2 separate regions of the Mus musculus genome follow, and region 2 is linked to region 1. Evidence: chromatin contacts called from public promoter capture Hi-C data. All regions are on one chromosome and are shown on one strand. Each heading gives the region's core, a stretch centred on a gene start, on an enhancer-like site or on the middle of the called end of the contact. The rest is flanking DNA. Distances are from core to core; before and after follow the strand shown.

Region 1 (6,645 bases), core at 905-3,404:
CTCCCTAGCCCCTTGAGGCTGCTCCTAAAATATCTCCAGTGTGCAGGAACAGAGGGACTTCGACCCTCCACAGAAGCCACCCTGCCTCAGCTAGAGAGCCAAGCATGGTCTGAGGTGACTAGCATTCCCCAAAAAGGCCATGTCAGCTGCTGCCAACTGTTTCACACTTGTGCCCGGTCTATGCCGCCCCTCCCCGGGTCCTGTCCTGAGGTTTGAGTGGAAGCTGCTCAGATACCAGAACTGGTCCAACTGTCTCTGATCAAGCAGAGAAGCATTATCTCCTCGGTACCAAGGCAGGCAAGGGAAGCCCAGAGAGGTTTAGGGACTACCCCACAAGACAGTACAGCCCCGTACGAAGAATGGGTAGGTCATTCCATCTTACGAAGAACACTATGCCAGGTCACTCACTGCCAGTCTCCAGGACCGGAATCTTGGTTGTGCCCTCATGTGCAACCACATCCCCTTCTCAATACATACACAGCACAGATGCGTTTGTGAGATGTTGGCTGGGGAGACTCACTTGGGAATTCACAGACACTCGTTTCCTCACCCAAAATCCCCCTAGACTGCCACCACCTCCTCCCCTTTTTCCCTCCCCCTTTTTCTTTCAATACAGCATCTCTCCACGTAGCCCAGGCTGGCCTGGAACTCAAAACCGATCTGCCTCATCCATCCTAGTGTGGCGATTACACCCCGCCCATCCCCAGCACTTCTCTTTTGATACAATAAAGAGCTGGAATCCTAAGTACTTTGTAGAAATCCCACAGAGCATGGGGCCCCCTAGCCCCGGAAGACCTTGCCCCCCCCCAACACCTCCTGCCTTCTGCATGCCCCTCTGCCCAGCTGCCAGGGAACCCCCCGGGGTCTCCCACTAAGTGCTGGGGTGCAGGTGGCGCAGGCGGCATAATGGAGTGATAACAGATGCTCATTAGCAGGGGCCCACCATGCAGCCCACACGCCTCAGGGAGTCAGACTGGCAGAGGCAAACAGCGGCGCCAGCCGCCCACCTTTGTCTGGTTGAGTGGGGGCTGTGAGCTAGGGCTGGGGGCTGGGCACTGGGGCTTTAGAAGCCATATATGATTTGACATCTGGGGGCCCGTCTATCTCCATCATGGTACAGCTAGGGACATGGGTCCAGCTGGAAGGAATGCCAGGGTCCCACCAGAGGCCATGGCAAGCCTGAACTTTTACCTATCTGGGTGCATCTTTGGGGTTACCATGTGGGGGAAGCAACTGGTAGGAGGTGTGCACTCTTGGGACCCCCTCTAGTGACTCTTGCAGACGGGGTGACAGACCTGGGCTGACAGGCATGGGGACCTGTGGCTGGCAGCAACAGAGAGACATATACATGAGCTCTATCTACCCTTTTGCTGGCTTACCAGGAAAGGCTGCCTGCCTCTTCCTCCTCAAAAGTCAAACAACCAAAGTGAGCTGCTGCTAAACCGGTCCCCCCACCCCCCGCCCTCCCCGCCCCCGTGGATCTCAGGAGGAAACTGCTTGGGAAGCACTAGGGACAAAGGGAAAAATGGGGTTCATGCCGCCAGTCCTCAACCACACGCCAGGGTCCAAGCTTCACTCTGGCCCTCGTGGCAGTGGTGCCCTTCTGAGCAAAGAGGGACACAGCTGGCCAACGTGTTCCAGTGCCCCCTCGTGAGCACGCCCAGCCCCACACTCTGAGCGGCAAGGAGTATCCTAGGACCAGCTAGAACCTCAAACTCAGTCGTTCCCTGGGAGATACGATCCAGCACACACTCGAGAACTCCCAAGCACTGCGCTAAACCTTAGACTAAGGTCAAGCGGGCCAGGCCAGGCGAAGTGCATGCCGTACCCGCTGCCCTCTCTTACCTCCGTCTCGCACTGTGAACAGCAGCGTCTTGCCTCCAAGCCTAGGCAGGCACTTCTGTTAACAGCCTTTGCTGCTAATGTCTCCTCCTCCTCCCAGGTGCCCAGCACCTAGTCTGAGCCTGTCTAGGCAGCTGTGAACTCAATCCAGGTGAGGCTCCGCCTACCCGGCTAGCTTCCGGTGCCAAGTGCCCTCTAAAACTCCTAGGTTTCCTAGCGAGGCTTGACAGAGTCTTCAGACTCCATGGACTTTGGGGATTTCTTCCCTAGACAGTAAAAGCTGCCCCGTGGGAGGCCGGGATCACGCTGTCTCTGGGCTTCAGAGACCCTTTTCAGGCTGTGGGAGGCAGGCCGCCACGCCCACACACACCTGCAAACTGCCAGCCCTTTGTGGCTTCTCCAGCCTCTTCAGACCATATCCTGTCTGCAGCGCCATTCACACCAGCCACAGGCTGGATACAGGAGGGCTCCGGGGCTGTGGGTGGGGCTCTCACAATATGTCCTGCTGGACTCAGGTGGGATCAGAGCAGGCAGAAGGTGAGGGGGCAGGAACTGGAGCTTTTTGCTAGGGATGGGAGGTGGCAGCTGCCCCAGGTATCTTGGAAGGGGGCCAAGGGGAGAAGTCCAGGCGAGCTCCACCAATGGAGAGAGGCCTCGTGCAGGCACTTCCTTCAGACCCTGCCACCCACCTCTCTTTCAATGCTCTTGCAATCAGGCACTAGTATGGGGGCGGGGTATGTGTGTGAGTCCTGATGCACACACCTAGCTCCCAACATAGAGACCTGCTGGCTGAGCCATACTTCCCTGAGGACGCCAATCCAAGCAGAAGCTGATCCTCTGAGCAAGGGGTATGAAACACTGTTGTGGGCCAGGCCCATGGGGTTGTCAGTCCCCTAGGATCTACCTCGCTTCCCTCCCCACCGGGCCCTCCCGCCATGTTTTTCCGCCACTGTGTTTCTTGCCCCTCAGGTCAATCCCCATGCTTGTCTTGTCTGCTTTTCCCCAGCAGTTACCAGAGCAGGGCCAGAATAGGGTCTGGTCTAGAGGGAAGATGTATGGCTAGTGAGTGGATAAGAAAAGATGGATGGATAGATAGATAGGTGGATGGACAGATGGACCAGCGGATGGATTCCGTCACATGTTTGTGGAAAGCCTGCTGTGATCCAGGCACTGTGCAGGGCATAGGAGCGACAGCTACAAGCCATATACTAAAATCCCTGCCCGCTCAAAGCTGCAGGGATACAGATCATAAATTTAATGAGCAATAAATATGAAATCTATCCAGAGCTATAGTAAGAATAATGGGGAGAAAATATGGTGAGGGGAGTTGATAAAGGAGCAGGGCTGGATTCACGGTGAGAAATGATGCTTGAGTGTAGACAGCATCCAAGGAGGCAGCCTACGGGGTACCAAGAGCAGAGCATTCTAGTGGATGGAAGAGTCTGTGCAAAGGCCCTGGGGTCGGTGATCCTGACTTTAGGGATGAGGAGGAGGAGGGTGCTCACTGCTGTGCAACTGAATGAAGGAACCAAAGACAGAGACGAGGCCACAGAGTTGAGAAGGATATCAAAAGGGAGCACCAGTCCCCTGAGATGACATAAGCACCTGTCTGCATAGGCCCCACTGGGACTCTCAATCCCGCCATAACCCCTTCCACGTGGGAACTTCTGGCTACAGGGTGGGCATGCAAACTTGCTCTGCCCAGCACAAACTGGATCTCTAGAACTGAGCAGATGGGGGTGGGGAGGAGCCAAGGAAGATGAATGTCAAAAAAAGGACCCAGAGAAAAAGCTTGACTACAGATCCCCATGGCCCCAGAGGCACTGTCTGCCCTGATAAGGACACAGGGGAGTGCCAGTGATTTCTTGTATCCCTAACTTGTGACACCCACACTTCACATCCTCTTCTATGTCCTCAGGGGCCTCGTCATGTGATATAGCTACCATTCTGTCACCTAATAGCAAGGACTGGTGCTAGAATCCCAGTCTTGAGCCCACTTTCACTGGGTTTCCTTGGAAAGGTTGCTTAACCTCTCTGTGCCGCAGGTCATATATCAAATGGGGACCCCTTCTTTTGCCCTGCTTGCCCTCCAATGATAACAAGAGTTGGAAAAGTAGTGAGCCCTGGCAGGGTAGGTAGGCACTGAGGAGCATTTGTGAGTCTGAAGGTATGGTCTCCTGGTGACCCAGACCATCCCCTAGTACAGTAGGTTAAGGAAATGAAATGTAACCAGAACCTATCCAAGTCTCAGACCTGCTACCTGCAGAGATGGATTGTAACCACCATAATCCGGGCAGCTAGACCTGAGCCAAATGTAAACTCTAGGTCACACCTGACTTCTCCTTCATCCTGGAGGGAGCAGCATCCTGGCCCTGAGGGGCAGGGTACACCCAAGCAAGTCAAGAGTCAGGCCCAGGAATAGGCTTGAAGTCACACCCAGGCAGCTGAACTCCAGAATCAGGCTTGTTCCCACCCATCACTGACGACAGAGAAAAGAATACAGAGCCCTCCCCTTCCTGGGTACCTCGTGAGAAGGTGAGGGAGTCCCCAGGTGTGTACCCCGTGTTTTCAAGCTTCCATGTTCCCTCTCAGAGCTGGTGGAGCCCACAAGGTCAGGGGGTGAGCTCCCCATCTCTGTGGAAAGCCATGGCTGAGCTCCTCTTGAACCTTGCGAAGGTGTTGGCTTCACCCACGGTGGCAGGTGTGAACTCAGGCAGGGCTTCTGACTGGGGCATTTTTCCCTAGTTCCTGTATTTATCCACTGAGCTAATATTTGCCTAGTAAGTCCTAGGTGCCTGGGCCTCTCTGGTTCAGAAAACAAACACCCTGTGGGGCGGGCAGTAGAAATGATGAGGTGGGGGTAGGGTGGGGTAAGGGGTGGGGGTGGGGATTGCTAGTTCAGACTGCCTGAAGCCCAGCCCCACCTGCTGTTCAGTCACCTCCCTCAGCCTCCTATGTGTGCACAGCAGGTGTTAGGGGCACCTTTCCAGGCTGTGAGGACTCCCTGAGAAGACACTCAGTCCCTCTCAATGGCTGACACATGTCTAAATACCCCATAAATGCTCCCCATCCCCAGTGCAGAGCAGAAGGTTAAGTTACTGGCTTTTGGCAATCCTCCCTGCGCTCAGTGCTGTTCCTGCTACTGAATGGAGGTGGTCCCCACTGCTTCCAGGGACAAGGACTGTCTCCCTATGGCCACCCCTGGCAGAAGCCATTCTTCAGGGGCATGTGGGTGTGTGAGCTCACTGCTCTAGAGCCCACCCCCAGTAGCATGCCGGGCTGTCTCACCATGCTCTGCAGAAAAGAGTCGGGATGGGTAGCTGATGGCACTGCCTAGCTCATGGTAAGCCTGGTGTGATGGCTATCACATCCCAGCGAGAGGCTCTGGCAAGAGGGTGGAGAGTTCAAGGCCACCCTGGGCTGTGCAGCAGAGCCTGACTGGGCTAAGTTCTCAGTGAGCTCATTCGTAGAAGCTTTGTGTCCTTTGGTCGAGGTCAAGTCTGGCATCTAGATTCCTCCATACAGAGTCATCCATCTGTGCCCAATCTAGAACTGGGAAACCACCCCCCACCCCCGCGCACCCTGTTGCTGTCTGAGCGTTTGCCACCCAGTAGCACTTCAGTGCTTCGGAGCTGGAGCCTTTCTTAGATCTTCAGTCCGTAGGGGACAATGAGAGGTCCATCCTGATGTGTTTTCAAGTAAGTCACATGAGGAGATGGAGTGGGGGACATGGGGGAGGATACTGCTGGAAGACACACCCATGCCAGCAGCCAGCAGACCTAAGAGTAATATCTGCCCTCGTTTTACAGGCAAGAAAGACGTGCCTGTGCCACTCCACGGTGAATCGACACTATCGGGCCACATCCTCAGTGTTCCGTGACATCGCTCTTCTCCAGGTTGGCCCTGTTTCTTGAGGTGACTGAGTCACATTTGCAGCCCTCACCGTCACCTCAGCCTGGAGTTGGCACTCCCCCTGAGCCCACTAGACAGACACAGGAAACTGGGGGAAACCAAATGTCACATCGGGGCCCACAGTAGAAAAGCATAGAAGGGGTTGGCCCCAAAGAAGGGTTCCACCCACACAGGGAACCCACTTCTCATCCCTCCTCTGCCAGAGAAACTTCACCTGTCCTCTCCCTCTTAACCAGGGAAGTTAGCTCTTTCCCTGGCACCCCCCTCCCCTGAAGTCCCACATCCTTTTACTTGTAAGAACATTCAACACCTTGGAGTCCCTGTGTGTTCAGGTCCCGTCCAAGCACTGAGTCTCGTCCAGGGATTGTGGACTAGGAGGCTGAGACTCAAATGTAACTGCATTGCCAGGCAAAGCCAGCAAAAGCATCTTGAATGGATGCCATCCCTGGCTTATCTACATCATGAAGTCTTACTTGATGTATCTCATTTGTTCATCTTCCAAGTGTCAGGATGGTCTCTATGGGACCAGACACACATATGTCTGTTTTTTAGGGTACTCATGCCTTGATGAAGACAGGAAAGAGGTTTCAAACTTGCAGGAGTAATGGGGTAACCCAGGAAATATGAAGATGAATATTTACATATAACCCAAGAGTGAGGAAGAGACTCAGGGCACAGACAGGATGGGGAGGCTTAGAAGGGGATGGGCCCAAGTGTAGAGAAGCTGACAGCTGGTTAAGTATGGTGAGAACTAGGAGAGGACACCTCCCTCCCGGGGAGAGACACATACTCCAGTTACCAGGGAAGCTGCAAGTTAGGCAGCCTTGGATCTGTCTGTCCTGAGCAGGCCAGAATCGGCCACTCTGCCTGACTTGGTTCTGCTACCAGATC
Region 2 (6,996 bases), core at 3,591-6,090, 660 kb before region 1:
TACAAATACATATATGCATGCAATAACAATTAGTGAAAACAAAAAGACTGAATTTGAACGAGTGGGGAGGGACATATGGAAGGGTTTGGAAGGAGAAAAGGGAGGGAGAAATGTACAGGGAACTGAACTTGGGTCCTCTGGAAGAGCAGTATGTATTCTTAACCTTGAGCCAACTCTCCAGCTCTAAGTCCCCATGTATTCTCTCTCTCTCTCTCTCTCTCTCTCTCTCTCTCTCACACACACACACACACACACTCATTCACACCTTTAGAGAAGAACCCTGGCTAACACAAGGGATAAAAATGCCACCACAGGCTCCCAAGATATGTACAGCCCAATACTACACACTACTTACCTTCAGCAGAGACTGGGAAATATCTGCATTCTCCGGACTGTCAAAATGCAGGAGTTGTGAGCCAAACCCATAGAAATGGGGCCCCATTTTGTGGAGGTCCACGACATTAGCATCTGCACTGAATACAGTCCTCCATCCCTCTTGGTACATTTTGGGAAGTTCCACAGAAAGGATGCGCCGCTTGTGGTCAAAGAGTCCTTTAGCCAGCCACAGGGGAAGTTCAAGTTTTGTACCCTGCGTCAGACAAGAACATAAAATTGAAAAACAAAAGGCACAGTCAGTGTATGTTAAAAACTGTCTCTTCTACTGGGGAAGTGACTGTGAAGTGGTCTGAAGAAACGAACCATACACTTAAAGTGTTATTTACATTTTTTTAGCAGGGACAGACACTGCCAACCCGGTGAACATGGTGTATGTGGAGAGGCCAGAGGCTGATGTCACAATGCCTTCCTCAATCACTTTTTAATTTGGAGAGTGCGCTCTTGTTGATCTGGTACTAGCTGTTTTAGCCACACTAACTGGTCAGTGGGTGCTGGGGACAAACCAGTTGACCCCAGCCCTGCTACTCCTGGAGTTAGAGAGAGGCACAGTCAGGCCTGACTTTTTTTTTAAAGATTTATTTATTTATTATATGTAAGTACACTGTAGCTGTCTTCAGACACTCCAGAAGAGGGAGTCAGATCTTGTTACAGATGGTTGTGAGCCACCATGTGGTTGCTGGGATTTGAACTCTGGACCTTCGGAAGAGCAGTCGGGTGCTTTTACCCACTGAGCCATCTCACCAGCCCAGGCCTGACTTTTTCTGTGGGTGCTAGGGATCCAGACTCAGGTCCTTGTGCTAATGCAGCAAGAACGTCACCCACTCAGCCACATTTCCAGACCCTTACTTATTCTTTGTTTGTTTGTTTGGTTTGGTTTTTCAAGATGGAGTTTCTCTGTGTATAATTTACTTTTTCTTTTTTTTTTTTTTTTTTTTTTTTTTTTAAAGATTTATTTATTTATTATATGTAAGTACACTGTAGCTGTCTTCAGACACTCCAGAAGAGGGAGTCAGATCTCGTTACGGATGGTTGTGAGCCACCATGTGGTTGCTGGGATTTGAACTCCTGACCTTCGGAAGAGCAGTCGGGTGCTCTTACCCGCTGAGCCATCTCACCAGCCCCAATTTACTTTTTCTTAAGTGGTCTGTTACTCAGCAGCACACCAGAACTCCTTAACTCTCACTACAAGGTAATACCTGCTAACCAAGTTCCTGCCCCACTTTCCCAGCCTCTACCATCACTATCTTACTCTCAAGTTCCATGAGTTCAGCCTGGGCCGAGGATTTACGTTATGATCTAATAAAGACAGAAAATAAATCATAACAACAATCAGCTAAAACATGAGTTCTCTAAAGTAAATGAGTATCAATAATTTTTTTACTTTCCTTGAATATTTTCCATCTATGGTAGATAAGCTCTTGCTGGGTGTCTACTAAGCACTAAGTACCAGTCTGGATGCTAGTAGAATAGAATAAAATGAAATTAGTCTGAAGTCAGGTAGTGGTCTCTTTCCCCACCCACCTCATGGCTTTGGAGATGGCAGAAAGGGTCAATGTCTATGTTCTCAAAGCCTTAAAAGAAATGCACAACATGACAAGATGAGATGGCATGATGGATCAGAAATCTATAAAATCTATAAAAAGGTACAAAAGGGGACATGGAAGATGGCTCAGCACATCCTGCTCTTACAGAGATGGAGAGTTCAATTTCTAGCATCCACATCGGGCAGCTCACAGTTGCCTCTAACTACAGCTCCAGGGGGATGTGACTCCTCTGGCCTCTATAGGCATCTGCACCGATGTACATACATCTATACAGACACACACTGATACATCCAATTAGAATAAATATTTTCATATACAAAAACAACTGGATTAAAGGAAGCCATGGAAATTTTTCATCTCAAAGGGAGAACTATTGTAGAGGGAGGGGCAACTTTTAGGGGTAGAGAGGTAGAGCAGTCCACAAACATCCCAGGGCTGGAAATAAACAGCCCAAGGTTGCCAGGAGGCCAGGACTTGAGTGGCCAAGGTATTAGAAGGTAGGAAGCCAGGTACTTAAAACTAAGTAGCAGAGTAATTAGGCACTGACTTTAATGTAAACTAAAAATAGCAAATGGAAAATTGCAGAACTAAACAATAAGACAACTTAGGAAACAGGTGATGGTGGAACTTACAGTTCCCTGCCTCAGCCTCTAAAGTAGCCGGTATTACACAACTGGAGCACACGGCCCAGCTCACTCTGCCTATAAAGAAAGACTAAGGCAGGTGCAGGGGCATATAATGTGGCAGGAGAACAGAGTTCAAGGCACATATCAAAATCAACATAAGAAACAAAGTATGAAGTCTTATATCGATGAGTGAAATTAGATGTCATAAAAAAAATCTTCAAACCTAATTCTGTGCTGCAGAGGAATTCCAAATACTTTGTGTAGACACTATCTCTCAAACTGGAGCAAGACAGCCTGCTCCTTCAGAGTGGCTATATATAATAACTTCCAAGGAGTATGGCAAACATAACAAACACTACCTCAGCCTGGTGATCAGAATCTACCACAGAGTCGACAACACTAAGTTGGTGTGATGCAGTAAAAATGGAACCTGACCCCTGTGATCTCTCCCAAACCAATAAACCAGTTTGATCATGAGTAAAATATCAAGCAAACCTTATCTGTTATCATAGCCAGAAAACTGTCATTAGATACAACCACAACAAAAAAGCCTGACGATAGCTAAGAAGAACCCAGAGAAATATAATAGCTAAAAATTATTCTTTAATTCTTTTTTTTTTAAAGATGCTAGACTAGAATATTAGGTAAATTAAGAAAATAAGACCCAGCCGGGCGTGGTGGCGCACACCTTTAATCCCAGCAGAGGCAGAGGGAGGCAGAGGCAGGCGGATTTCTGAGTTCAAGGCCAACCTGGTCTACAAAGTGAGTTCCAGGACAGCCAGGACTATACAGAGAAACCCTGTCTCGAAAAACCAAAAAAAGAAAAAAGAAAGAAAAAGAAAAGGAAAAAAGAAAAAGAAAAAAAGACCCAAACTCGGCAGGATATCTTGTTCAGTAGAGTGTAAGAGCTCAACTAAATCCTAGCCATACAGTGGTGACACACACCTTTAATCCCAGCATCAGGGAGGCAGAGGCAAAAGGATTGCTGAGTCTGAGGCCAGCTTGGTATACAGAGCCAGTTTATGTCAGCCAAGGCTACACAGAGAAACTCTGTCTCAAAAACATTAAAAAAACAAAAACAAAAGACTCCTAAATCTTTCTCTATGACAATGGGGAGCCAATAAGTTGACATTTGGGGTAGAACTCTGTGGTAGCATGCTTGCCTGGCATGTGAAACGCTCCAGGATTCACCCCCAGTCCTGGAATATTCTTCAAAAACATGGCGGTCGACTCTGAAGAGTCGACTTACAAAGGACTGTGAGGTTGAGAAGCAGCCCAGGGAGCAAAAATGAGCCTTTCTGTTGTTGAAAAAGTAAAAATGTGGTGTTTTACTTTGAGAAAAAGTACCTAGAAATAGACAGAGACAAAATTGATACCCTTCCAAACAAAACTTAAAGGACCTAACGGGAAATGAAAGTAACCATTGCAAGTTACGCTCTTGGGACAAACTCGTACTTGAAGCCATAGAGTCCAAGGTTCGAATCCCAGTTCACCATTTACTGGAGGACCCTGGCTTTGTTAACCCAGCTTTTGTTAGGTTTATGGGAGGGCAAAAGGCTTAATACGGGAAGCTGCAGTTGCCATTTTTCAGTGCGACACTGAAAATTGTTATGAGCAACCTTTTACCGAGGACTGCCTTGGTTAAGCCAGCACGGACTTACTGTGGAACCCTGGCTGAGGTACTCACTCTTTGTAGAATTGCCTAAGCGAGAAGATGACAATTTATCCCCCCATCACAGACTCCCATCCCCTGATGGACAGTCGGTCCTCGGAAACAGGCTGCAGACACTGTCATAATTGTGCCGAGTGCGCATGACAATCTGCAGTTCCCAGACTTCGAAACTTCAAATAAGTTTTATGGAAACCATGAATAGAACCAAGAGACCCTGAGATGATGGGCTGGAGCCAAAGCCAATGACTTTGGAAAGTTTGAAGACTAAGATCGGTGGCGGGAGAGTCCTCCGAGTGCTGTGCAGCTTCCCGGGACCCCCGAGGACTCCCACCGCCTCCAGATCTTGGAAACCTCTGCCCCGGCCGGGCTCGCCTCACCTGAGGGAGCGGATGGTCCGGCTCGGAGCCCGCGCCCCGCTCCAGGAAGAAGGCTCCCAGGCGCGGCATGGGCGTCTCGACCCGCACCGGCAGCTTCTCCTGCGACATCAGGATGTCGTCCAAAGACAGGAAGTTCTCCTCCGGCCCCAGAGCGCCCGACTCCACTGGGAAATACGCCTCGGACATGGCAGCTCGCAGCACAGTCAGGGATGAGGAGGGCGCGCCACCTCAGCGAACTAGGGCCGGCTTCAAACTCGCTTTCCCGCGCCGCACTCGCCAGACCCGAGCAGTCGATTTCGGCGAGCCTGCGGCCGCTCAGGCAAAAGCAATCAATAAGGTCACAGATTGGGTCCAGTGTCCCCGCCCAATGCGGAAGCCCTGGATGAGTCGGCCGGAAGTCCTCCTGCAGCTTGTAGACTAGGCTGGGGAAGGTATATGAAGCTTGAACATCATTGAAGGGACAGCATGTGTCTGTACTAACGGAACTGTGTTCATGCAGCCTTTAAATACACACATAGAATTTAAAAACATCTTTGGGGATTCAAGTAATATCATTTTACACTATGTATTCCAGCCCTCATTAATCCCGCTTTTATTGCATTTTCACTGGTAGGTTAATTATTGTCTTTGAAAACAACAGAAGAAACTAAAACGCAAGCACTAGTCCAAATGTTTAACTGTGTGCTAAGTTACAAATTATTTGTAGTATTTTGGCCGGGTGTAGGTTCAGGTGGGGTGGGAGTCTAGATGGAGTGGTAGATTTATATATGGCTGGAAGATCTGAAGTTCAGGGCCTTGCTCTACTGTCAACTGGCAAAGTCCTCGTGTGGTGATCAGTTTGGGTTCCTGAAAGAGGAAACTAGACCAGTTTCCTAGTCTTTTCACAGCCACTCTGCAAGCGGGAGCTCCTATATCAAATGCGATCACAGGTAGAGTACCTGAGAACAAAGGAAAGACCACGGTTGCTTGGTTGCTTGGTCCTAGATTTGGCGGTACATACATGAATACAGGTTGAGGCAGATTGTTGCGAGATTTGCTACCGAATTTACCTACTGTAGGAGGGCATTCCTGAGGTAGTGGTTTGTGAGCAACACAGGAAAGGGGGCGAGCATGCCTTTCATCTTTTGTATTCCTTTTTAGTTTTGAATGAAATAATTTGTTAATGTATTTACATAATTCACTACATTTAAGCAATAGCCTTCTAAATATGGACTAGAACTTTACATATGCTAAGCAATAGTCACTTGCTTTTTCTTGCCAAAAACACTTGTATCACATGAATGCTTGAAGTATTTACACCACTTTCTTTACTTTTTATTCCTCTTCTTTTAACAACCATTGCTCTAGTCAGTTTAAGACATTTTATTCCAGACAGCTACTTTAAAAAGTTGCAATAATGTCAAGCATGCTGGCACATGCCTAGAATCCCTGGACTGGGGAAGCCAAGGCAACAGGATCTCAGGGTCGAAACAAGACCAGGTTATAGGGCAAGGCCTTATCTCTAAAACAATTATGACTAATGTGCTTGTTGACAAGAGCGGGTCAGAAGCAGACCCAGGGTGTGAGCTAGGCATGTCCTGTAACTACTGGCAATTTTCTGCATGTACCCAGTTCTTATATACTGCTGCTACCCAATTCACAATGGTTCGACTCACAATCTTTTACTTTACAGTGTTAACAAAAGCTTATTCATATAACCATGCTGTAATTCTCAATACAGTGTTCAATAAATACCACGAGATGTTTCATGTTTTGTTATAAATTAGGCCTTGTGTTAGATGACTTTGCCCAACCATATGTTAATGTGTTGTAAGGCCATTTGAGGCACACTGGGCTAAGTGCTGATATTTTGTAGGATAAGAGATCAAATGGAAGAGATAAAGATCAAATGCCTGCATTCCATCCAGAAAGCTGAGAGTGGATCTTGTTAATGACCTGGTGACCTTTTTGCGGTCTGTGGAGGCAGACCTCACCCCTTTTGCTATAGAGGCAGACCTCCCCCAAATTCCCCAGGATGATTATCCCAGACTCTGCCCTCCTAGACCATTACCCATCCTGACAGAAGATGTCACATGTACATTATGACCTGCTGACCTCTATGATGTCTTGGTCAGAGACCACACTAGATTCTAGGCCTATCAGATATGAACCCCACCCTCGTGGTCACATGTACTTTGTAAAGGAGTTTCTATGTGGTCACACCTTAACCTTTATTGTGCACCAGGAATTGGACTGACTGGAAGCTTTTCCCAAACTGTACTATTTAAAATATGCTGGCAATGAACTGTCTGCATCAGACTCCCCGAGGTCTGGTCCAGGTTGATGGAGGTCAATCTGCACTGGGTTTTCATTCTTTTCTCTTTTTGTGGTTGGGTTCCCTG

The links. Promoter capture Hi-C pulls out the DNA fragments that hold promoters and counts their contacts.
Region 2: a contact with region 1 is called in a promoter capture Hi-C map of pre-B cells, with 2.5 times the contacts expected there. The contact joins the promoter of Gins3 here to the promoter of Adgrg1 in region 1. A contact is called at or near these places in 2 of 39 promoter capture datasets (liver and pre-B cells).

What each region holds. Positions count from the first base shown.
Region 1 is chr8:94,972,618-94,979,262 of GRCm38.p6, reverse strand. It overlaps Adgrg1 (adhesion G protein-coupled receptor G1), which reads right to left and starts at 2,154. Exons shown (of 14, transcript NM_001198894.1): 1 at 1,846-2,154. It overlaps Gm30968 (a long non-coding RNA gene), which reads left to right and starts at 2,535. Exons shown (of 4, transcript XR_879113.3): 1 at 2,535-2,690; 2 at 5,393-5,540; 3 at 5,652-5,738.
Region 2 is chr8:95,631,403-95,638,398 of GRCm38.p6, reverse strand. Gins3 (GINS complex subunit 3 (Psf3 homolog)) reads right to left here and starts at 4,840. Exons shown (of 3, transcript NM_030198.3): 1 at 4,616-4,840; 2 at 356-589. The coding sequence starts at 4,801.